2 separate regions of the Mus musculus genome follow, and region 1 is linked to region 2. Evidence: chromatin contacts called from public Hi-C data. All regions are on one chromosome and are shown on one strand. Each heading gives the region's core, a stretch centred on a gene start, on an enhancer-like site or on the middle of the called end of the contact. The rest is flanking DNA. Distances are from core to core; before and after follow the strand shown.

Region 1 (5,187 bases), core at 861-3,360, 1.0 Mb before region 2:
AAGAATGTGGCATGATGGCTTTCAGTTGCTTGCTTGTTTTTTTGTTTCTCTAGTTTTGGTTTTTGAGACAGTGAAGCCTTGGCTGCCCCTGAACTCTTTTGAGGTCAGCCTGTCTCTGCCTCAGGAATGCTGGTATTTAAGACTTGCACTGCTTACTACTCCTGCCATGATAGATTTTTAATTTTGCTTCCTCTTCAGTCACTTCATATATTTAAAAACAGTACATGTTTATTACATTTTAATTACGTGTGCATCTGTGTGTGGGTATGTGCATGTGGATGTAGCTGTCTTTGGAGGCCAGAGGAATTAAAGACTTCAAGCTGGAGTTACAAGTAGCTATGAGGCTCCCAGAATAGATGCTGGGACCCAAACTCAGGTCCTCCAGGGGTGGTGGATGCTCTTACTGAACCATTGCTCCCAACCACTTTATACATTTAAAGCCTTTTATTTTATTATTTATTTTATGTGTACATGTGTGGACCTGAGTGGGTGTATTTAAATTACATGCAAAGAAGAATGTATAATCCTGGAACTAGAGTTACAGGCATTTGTGGGTCAAGATTTCCAGTATAGGTGCTGGGAGCCAAACCCAGCAAAGGCAATGCATGCTCCTAGTTGTCAAACCATTTCCTTACCCAAGAGCTGGTGGAGTTGCTAATAATTTGAAAAATAGGTTAAGATTTATTTATCTATCTATTTATCTATTCATTTATTTATTTATTTATTCTTGAGGCAAAACCTTTTGAACAGCAGTCTGGCTTTGAACTTGTTATGTAACCAGATGTTACATAACATGTAACCAGATGTTATGTTATGTGGCCTTGAACTCCCGATCTTCCTGCTTCCACTTACTTCCCAAGTGCTGGGATTATAGGTATGTGTCACCACACTAGGCAGAAACAATTCTTCTTATACCCCATGAAATAAAATAAAAATTAAATATGAGGGAGAGAGAGAGAGCAATACCATCCGTCCACCAACTTAATACTTTGGTCCAGAGCAAATGAACCATACCAAGATTTTTTTAAGGGGGGACAGGAAGCGTGGCGGGGAGGGGGTTATCCAGCTTACACGTCCACATTGCTTGCTGTTCATCACCAAAGGAAGTCAGGACAGGAACTCACACAGGGCAGGAACCTGGGAGCAGGAGATGATGCAGAGGCCATGGAGGGTGCTGCTTACTGGCTTGCTCCCCATGGCTTGCTCAGCCTGCTTTGTTATAAAACCCAGGACCACCAGCACAGGGGTGGCTCCACCCACAATGGGCTGAGCCCTCCTGAATCGATGACTAATTGAAAAAATGCCTTACAGCTTCATCTCACGAAGGCATTTCCTCAACCGAGACTCCTTCCTCTCTGATGACACTAGCTTGTGTCAAGTTGACACAAAACCAGCCAGTACGGAGTCCATGTGTCCAAACATGGACTCCAACAGGGAAGAAACAGTGAAGCTAACTAAATGGAAGTTAATGCAATTGGTGGGTCTGCCACACCAAGGTTTCAAGAAAACACAAGTAGAAATCACATCCTCACTCAGGAGATCAGCTGAAGTCCTCCAAGCTAAGCCACGCTGACTCCTGGCCTTGGACCTGGGGGAACAATTTTCTGCCAGAGCACTATTGTTTAACAGGCACACTGAGAGCTTTGATAAGCAGGATTTCAACATAAGGGCTGACAGTCATGTTGGCTTGTACAGCCTGCCTACAATTTTAAGAAACCTGTCATACTTAGCCATGCTTGCCTGTGCTATGTTATTAATACAAATTCTTTCCTGTCAATTAGTTAACAGACGAGTAAAAAGAACCCGGCTTAAAAGATTGTTGCTAATGAATATAATGCTTTGTGCTCTGGCAAAACATATGCTTAGGTTATATAATTAGAAGACGGCCCCCTTCCTCCCTCCTCAGCGGCAGAACATGCGCGGCCAAATGAAAGAGCTTATTATACCTGTGGAGGGTCAAAGTCTGTGGATCAGTGGTTTATGGTTTTATGACAGATTACAAAATCCCTGCATTATGTTAGTCAATCTGTTTCCAAGCACCTAGCAGAGAGCTTGCTGGGCAATAAGCACTCTGAAATAGGAGTCCTACCGGCAGGTCAACTGCCGTTGGCGTCACTGGGCCACGTCAGGCAGATCTTTTCTGTCTGGCTTCTGTATCTCTTGGGAGTGAACTCTCCTCAGAGAGGCTCACGCCTCAGGCCACAACCAGCTCTGGGGAGGACCACAAATAAAGTGGGAGCAGTGGCCACTCATGAAATCCCAGCATTTGAGAGGCAGAAACAGGAAGATTGCTGCATCCTGGGCTACACGGCAAGAACCTGTAAAAAAAAAAAAAAGAAAGAAAGAAAGAAAGAAAGAAAGAAAAAGGAAAAGGAAAAGAAAAGTATAAATGAATCTGAAATCTTTGTAGTCCATCATAGAAAAGAAATAAAATACTACTGTCCCCCCTGTGACTTGCCTCCTCTTCCTGACTTTTTTTTTTTTTTAAATCTCTCTTGGGTTCTCATCCATCTCTTTCCAACTGGGTGACAGATGCCTTATGAAACACATTTAGGATGACAGAAGCGGCCCACCTCCACCAAAACCTTCACGTTGACGTTAATGGTCCTCATTTCAGACTGGAGAGGTGGGAAGCTGGGTGGCTGAACTGCCAAAGAGATGATTTCAAGAAAAGCCAACTTTATTTCCTCAACGCTCTTTGAAGACCTCCTCTCAACAACAACTACCTGCCACAGGTGGACACTCCGTGCGGGAAGGGAGGGAGTGACGTGCCACTGGCCTGCTGCCTCTGGCTTCTCTGCTTCGTCTCTTTAACCGCCCCCAAACAGCCATGAGTTTATGAAGAAGAAATCCATTGAGAATGGGTCAAGTAAAATCATGTTCATAAAATGTACTGAGCAAGAGCGAAACCACATTTTCCAGGCACTGTGGTACTATCTAGAGGGCAAGGTGAGAAACTCGTTGTTGAACTCTGTTCCCCTTGCAAAGCCGCAGCCATTTTGTTCCATGCCTGCCAGTCAGGCCATTTTGTTACTGACACAGAAAAATAGCTTGACTCAGAGCAGGGCCAAGCTGACCACATACCCTGTTATGTTCTGAGGTTTGTTAATCCTAAGAAATTCCACAACCATAAGCTCCACTTAGGACCAATCAGAATAAAGGTCAATTAGAACTATCCTATCTAGCTAGCCAAAATAGCTTGAGTTGGAGCCGACCACTGGGCAGCACTTCTTACATGTGTATATAGGCTCATTGTGGGTTTTGCCTTTATAAACTGGTCCTGGGAAACATTCATGGTCACAGTTAGCTTCCAAGTCTAGTCTGTGGCCCTGATCGATCAGTCCTGGGGCAAATGCTCAATAAACTATTCCTGTCTGGCTGAGATCAATGCATATGTGATTTGTGGACCCAAACACCCATATCTACGGGAACTCGGAGAGGCCAAGTTGCTTTCTTATGGTGGAGGAAGAGGCTGTGCCCAGGAAGACGCCAGAGTATTACAAAGTTACTCTGCTTGAAAAACAACCCATTTCCCATCAATGATTTTGCAAGGACCCATTAGGAACCTCAAATACCTATGATAAGGCAAGAAATGAAAGGAGCCTGGGAAGACTTGGAGCTATACAGTGTTACCCAGAAGGCTCTGTATCCATAAGATAAGGAACAAGCCCCTGATCCCATTGGGTGTCTCTCCGGAGTCACCTCTTTGATGACTGACATTGTATTTTTTCCTACATCTTCTTTGTATTTTCACAGCTCTTGAAGCCTTTTAATGGATCTTTCAAAACAGATTGCCTTTGAACTCCACTCTTTTTTTTTTTATAAAGAGGTATTAGCACTCCTGCAGTTCTGCCTGGTGTTTATATGGTGGTTTCTGATGTAAGCAGAGAAGGAAAAAAGATCACTTGTAGGCAGAAAACGAATGTGCTGGGTCTTGAGCATTTGGTGGCATGACAAATGTCACCACCCATACTTAGACTTAATTCCTTAATACCAACTAGCAGTGTGGTATCTGATAAGATACTGAACTTTCCTGAGTCTTGGTTTCCTCAGTGCAAAACTGAGTAACATAAATTGGAGTGGAAAAACCAAAGCCATTCACAGAAAGGGAGAGAAAACGCTGAAATGCTTGCCTCACAAGCGTGAGGACCCGAACTGATTGCCAGCACCCACACTCCAGGCCAGGTGTTGGGGTGTACCCTTGAAATTCCAGGAGGAATTCCGACCAATTGTGGGGCTCTGTACTGTTCTTCTTCTATTCCAAAGAGAGGTTTCTTAAGGAGTGAAGTTTTCCTTTGTATGGGTCTAAGGTAAATATTTAGAACGGAGTTAGGGATCATGCCAGTTTAGTAAAGTGGGAGCAATATGTTCTCTTCTTCTCCCAGCCTCTGGGAGGCAACCAGGGGTGAAGGCAATAGCCTAAATTCTTTGGGGAGTCTCTCAAGACTCCCCTGACTAACAACACAGAAGCCGGGTGTCTCACGCTTGCTGGTAGAGTTCTTATCAGAAGGGCCATGGCTCTGGAGGTGAGCATGCGCTTGTCTTCCCCAAGCAATGGGACTGCATTTAAACTGTATACAGATATGTCATTTTAGGTAAATACAAAATAATGATTCCTATGGCTTTTCCAAACATCGTTAGTATTATTTTCCCTCCTTCTGCTACTTCCCCCCAGCCACCGCAACATAGTCTTTTCATTGCGTATTTGGGAGTTTCACACACTGCACCCAGATCACGTTCACTTCCCAGTTTTCCCAGGTCCACTCCTCCTCCCTTGTGGCCATCCCCAAAAAATAGAAGAAAAAGATAAAAGAAAAAAAAAAACACATGAAGTCCAGTTTGTGTTGCCCATATACTCCAACCTCTGCCAGAAGCCATCCACTGTGAGCTACACTTCAGGAACCCTTTCACAATTTTAAAGAGTTTTCTTTAACAGCTTTCTGTCTAGGCTGTTTCTTTTATTTTGGAGGTGGGGAGTAGGGAGTTGAGGGGGGTCACAGAAGTCTTCTATGTTTCTCATTCTCAACTGTGAGTCTGCAGTCACACCGTTGCAAAAGAAGCCACCTCCTCTTTTCCTGTGAGCAGAGCATGGGTCATGGACTTGCACATGTGGCAGTACAGACCATGGACATCAACACAGTCCTTGGCTGCAGCAAGGACCATGGACACCATCGTGGCTGTCAGAGT
Region 2 (5,379 bases), core at 1,376-3,875:
AAGTAACAGGGCATGTACGTGGTTATTAATAGCTTAGCCGGGTTATAATAGTCTCAGAACTTACCCAGTTTAGGTTTACAGCTTATTAATATATTCTGATGTCTCTGTGTTGTTTACTCAAGAGCTAAATGGGAAAGAGTGGAGCAGAACCCCCCCCCCCGGCCCCCACAAAATACTACAAGAGCCTTGTGCTCTTCTTTTACAGAGATTCAGAAAAGCAGCGCATAGAAACCATGGACAGCGTGTATAAGTTCTCCTCCACAGAAAGGATAGTGCTGTTGGAGAAGGAGCTGGCGGTGAAGCTGAGTGAATTGAAGACTGAGGTAGAAGATCAGGGACTCTTTCCAGGAACAGGCAACCGGATCTTCAGGTAAATTCAGTGTCAGGTGGGGCTGCTGAGACGTTTCCCTCCCCTTCCCATCCTATGATCGTTCTGCCCTGAGCTTTTGCTTCAAAAACAGTTGACGTCATGTCCAGCTTAGATAAATGACACTCAGTGACAGTTTTCAATGTCTTTCCCCCGCTACTAATGGAGCCCAGCCTTGCTTAGCTGTGGAGATCAGATGATGTCTTAGTTAGGGTTTTACTGCTGTGAACAGACACCATGACCAAGGCAAGTCTTATAAAAAAACAACATTTAATTGGGGCTGGCTTACAGGGTCAGAGGTTCAGTCCATTATCATCAAGGTGGGAGCATGGCAGTCACCAGGCAGGCATGGTGCAGGCAGAGCTGAGAGTTCTACATCTTCATCCAAAGGCTGCTAGTGGAAGACTGACTTCTAGGCACCTAGGATGAGAGAATTAAGCCCATACCCACAGTGACACACCTACTCCAACCAGGTCACACCTATTCCAACAAGGCCACACCTCCAAATGGTGCCACTCCCTGGTCCAAGAATATACAAACCATCACAGATGAGATCTGGGTGCTAAGGCAGTATACCATAGAGCATGTGCCTTTTATGTCAAGAATAGTCATGATAGATTGTAAGCAACATCTTATCTAACAAAGTGGGGAAATATTACGCCATTTTCCTAAGTTTCAGAAGCTACTATATAAATGAAAAGTTTCATTTTGTTCAATGACACTTGGTAAGACACTTAAAAGCTGACATAATGCTAGATATTTGGCGGTGGGTTCTGCGAAACACTGTTCTGTCAAGGGCCCTTTTGGAGGTCATTCCTGCTGCTCATAGCCATCAAGTTGCTTCAAAGGAGCAGAGGACCTGGATCACTGAGTCTTTCCAGCCCAGGCCTTTACAACCATGTCTGTTAAGATGAGAAACCTGCTGGTTTGAGCAAGTGTGGTGTGGATGGCCAGAGGTGTCTGGAGGAGATCAGGGAATGACCGTATGTTCACACATTTCGACTTCATTCCAAAGTGGATTTTAAGAACAGGCAGTCTAGATGTTTTCCTTGGTGTCTGAGGTAGATGCAGGATGAGGAGTGAGGCAGAGGGATGCTGGGACCAGGCAGGTTAACAATGCTCTTGATCCTTTATATGCAAATGAGGCAAAAGCGGCTGTCCTACCACAAAGATCACTGGACAGTGCACACTATTTTGAAAACTATGACATTCCAGAGATAATGTTGATATCGCAACTTTTATGCCCTACAAGGACTCTGGGCTGTGCCACATGACAGGAAGGTTTCTAAAGGGACTTTGAGAGAGCAGTGATGGAAGATCCTATATTTCTCCGTGACCCAAGCCACCCTCCACTGTAGCCATCTGGAAGAATCTAAATGATGCTGTTTTCTAGGTGTGGTAAACGCCCACTCTGGTGGATCACTTAGAAATCTCTCTTATCACCCAGCTGAAAATGACCCTTCTTCTCCTTGTTCTTCCTCCGTAATCCCCATGTGCTGTGTGTGAGCACGTGTAAGTTCAGGCTGGAGGTCAGGGGACAGCCGAGAGTGTCAGCCCTCACCTTCTGCCCGTTTGAGACAGGTCTTTTAGCCACTACTGTGTATGCCTTGCTAGCTGCCTCTGAGCCCTCCCATCTCCATCTCCCCATTAGGAGAACCAGGATGCAGGCGTGCACACCGAGTCTAGCTGGGGACCAGTTTAGACCTTCACACTTGCATAGCAGATGCCTTATCTGCTCTGCCCATCTTTTCTTTCTTCTTCTTCTTTTTTTAATCAATTACTTTATTTAAATTTTAAAACATTTTACGTTCTCATTTAACACCCTGAGCCCTGGACCTTGCAATAGTTATATGTCCATGAAGCCCTCTGGATAAGTGGACAAATATCACAGGAGCAGCATTTGCTGAACTAAGAGCATCTCCTGTGAACTGGCTGCTTACGCTCTGCCGCCTCCTTTAGATCACCCACAGGTGCATTGAGGTTAAGGAGAGGAGTGACATAGCTAGAGACACAGTTGGGCAGCCAAGCCCGTGCCTGCTCTGGCTCCCAGCACATCAAGGATGAGAGACAAGAATGCAAGGGAAACCTCCTGCGATTTCCTGTCAATAGCTGCGTCCCTGTCTTGTGGGTCATTGCTTCTCTGCTCCATGAAGATTCAGAAAACAGACAACATACCTGTCATTGATGGCTGATTTTACTCTCAAGATCTTCTTCTTCCTGCTCTTCCTCCTCCCTCCTTCCATCCCTCCCTCTTTCCTCCCTCTCCACCAAGGGCTAGGAGAAGAGATAAGGCATGGATTGTCTCCAACTGTCTTAGTCAGGGTTTCTATTCCTGCACAAACATCATGACCAAGAAGCAAGTTGGGGAGGAAAGGGTTTATTCAGCTTACACTTCCACGTTGCTGTAGATCACCAAAGGAAGTCAGGAACTGGAACTCAAGCAGGGCAGGAAGCAGGAGCTGATGCAGAGGCCACGGAGGGATGTTCTTTACTGGCTTGCTTCCCCTGGCTTGCTCAGCTTGCTCTCTTATAGAACAAGATTACCAGCCCAGAGATGGCACCGCCCACAATGGGACCTCCCACCCCTGATCACTAATTGAGAAAATGCCTTACAGCTGGATCTCATGGAGGCATTTCCTCAAGGGAGGGTCCTTTCTCTGTGATAACTCCAGCCTGTGTCAAGTTGACACACAAAACCAGCCAGTATACCAGCTTCAAAAACCTGACACCAAGTGTCCAGGTGGGTGTTTAGGCTTCTGTGGCCCTAGGGACTTGCTGGCTTGGGCCATCCTTGCCCAGTGACCCTGCTGATCTTTTCTGTGGCGTCCCAGTCCTATTGCTTATACTGTCAAAGTGAGAACATGTATTTCCTTTTCTTGCCTTCTGTTCCCGCCCCTTAGTATTGGAGACTGAACCCAGGGCCTTGCCCATGCAAGACAAGTGCTCTAGCCACTGAGCTACGCCCCAGTCTCTTAACAGAGCATTTAACAGAAGTACTGTCCAACAAGGGAGCACATTACCAGTGCATTTTACAACATTATCTCAGGACTCTTGGGGCCAAGCGGACAATACCAAAGTAAGCTTACTGCTATGTCCCTCTGGCTCCCTCAAGTGTATCTTAGAAATATCACTGTGGCTCCTTGGCCAGGGGCTGCAAGCTAGGAATCTGCTTTGCTGCTGTCCTCTGGCATTCCCAGGGCTGCCAAGCCTCACGTTGCCCATTGAGCTCCATGGGGACAGCACTAATCTTCTGTCCTCGAGCTCCACTCCTCGCTTGTTGTCCAGCTTAGGGAAGGACTCCCTTCTCTGGGCTTGAACAGCCCATCCTCCATGTCTGCTCTGTGATTCCTAGGGTCCAGCTGTGTTCCTGAGGCAGCAAGTGTGGTTAAAGTTTTCCTAAAGGATTTCCCATTTGATAGTTCCATGTCGTTTCTACCTTCCAACAACCCACCATGAACATAAAAATAAAAACATTTTGTTTCAGTGATTAAAGTGTCAGTGTTCTATATCAACTAAAAAGACAACAAGGTTTAATAAGCACACTGTGTGTCAGACACAAGATTTCCCCTCTAAAAGGAATACAAGTGTGTGTGTGTGTGTGTGTGTGTGTGTGTGTGTGTGTGCGCGCGCGCGCGCATGGGTGGAGTAGGGGACTGGGGTAAATCAGAGGAAAGACTCTGGAGAGGAGAAAGAAACTGGCCAGGGAAGGGTTAGCAGAGATCAAGTATATCAAAGTAGAAGAGGGTGGCCTTTATACCCCACCACCACCATGGGCCAGAGTGACATTCCTTCTGGAAAGGTTGGGAAGGGTCACAGCGATCAGGCTGGCCGCCTGCTATCTGCTCTATCATAGCATCCCGTAACACAGCTTCTGTTGCACAAACCTCCCCGCAGCTCCGTTCAAATACCAAAGGATGTCGCTCACTTTAGACGCGAACGGGAAGCGGCTCTGAAGAGAACTCTCCAGGTGAGAGGGGGGCATGGGCGGAGTCAGGAAAACAAGTTCGATTTAGCTAAGGGAGAAAGAAGTTCGCAGGAAAAGCTCCCCACCCCCACCCCGGCAAACAGCTGATACTTTTGAACAAAACAGCCCCACATCCTGTTCATTGCTAAGCTAAGCAAGTGCGAATCATTGTATCCTTAGATAGATCGGATGTTTTGACATTTGAAATTTGGTAGATTGAGGATGTTTGAAACTCATTCATTGTTTGGGTTTAGGTGGCTGAGTCCAAGCCCCTTGTTATTCAGGCAGATGTCCTCAAGAGGGAGCTAGAGAGCTGCCTAAGGCGAGAGTACACACCGGAAAACCTTCCTCTGCTTCTGTTGCAGGTAGGGTCATCTTGCAATCTGAAAACATACTTGGAGTATATTAGAAAGGAATCAGCAAGCTGACTTTTAGGTAGCTCCTGTGGGCAAGTGTTCTGGAGATGGGTAATTTGCAGACTTGGTGTAAATGCTTTCTTCATCAGAGATCATTTCGTTCTCACAGCTAAGTTCAGCTTAAACTTGTTGGGCTGAGAGATTGACCGGGTCTGCCTAAATACTGTTTGTGCCGGTCTTCCACTCTGCAAGGAAAAAAACAACCTCCATCTCCCAAAGGCCAAAAAACAAAAACAAAAACGTTTATTTCTGAAAACCACTCTTAAGAAAATAATTCAAAGTAGGAAAATAATTTGCATTAAAATTCCTGCAACATTGTAATAAGAGTGAGAGATGGAGACAGGAGGGAAGAAGGGAAGGAGAGAGGGAGGGAGAAAACCAGCCAGCCTTACTACCGTCAAGAGAAAAGCAAATCAATGTAGATTGCTATTTGATAGACTATTGTCCTTCCATCGAGTGTTGTTGTTTTTGTTTTGTTTTGTTTGCAAAGGAATTACTTCATCTTGTGATATTAATTAAAACTATGTATGCACATTTGATAATATTGATCATATTGACCAAAGACAGAAGAATCCCTAAGCTTAGGTTGCAGGACAATGAAACACCCCTGAACTTTTATATAGCTTCTCAAC

The links. Hi-C and Micro-C count contacts between places; a contact is called where the count stands out from the background.
Region 1: a Hi-C map of the N1E-115 cell line shows a contact between it and region 2, with 3 times the contacts expected there. The contact joins two enhancer-like sites. A contact is called at or near these places in 4 of 39 promoter capture datasets (the 3T3-L1 cell line, cranial neural crest, hippocampal neurons and 1 more) and 2 of 484 Hi-C or Micro-C datasets (the N1E-115 cell line and cortical neurons).

What each region holds. Positions count from the first base shown.
Region 1 is chr10:42,720,469-42,725,655 of GRCm38.p6, reverse strand. No RefSeq gene overlaps it. Among named protein-coding and RNA genes, the nearest start is that of Gm15199, 31 kb to the left of the region's middle. Within about 2 kb of position 2,110, at least 25 of the 459 cell types and tissues checked have an H3K27ac peak or open chromatin away from gene starts, as enhancers often do. A contact at or near this core is called in the N1E-115 cell line, where this site is marked.
Region 2 is chr10:41,689,342-41,694,720 of GRCm38.p6, reverse strand. It overlaps Ccdc162 (coiled-coil domain containing 162), which reads left to right. Exons shown (of 48, transcript NM_001358562.1): 2 at 206-370; 3 at 4,262-4,334; 4 at 4,586-4,696. The coding sequence starts at 234. Among named protein-coding and RNA genes, the nearest start is that of Mir3473b, 21 kb to the right of the region's middle. Within about 2 kb of position 2,625, at least 7 of the 459 cell types and tissues checked have an H3K27ac peak or open chromatin away from gene starts, as enhancers often do. A contact at or near this core is called in the N1E-115 cell line, where this site is marked.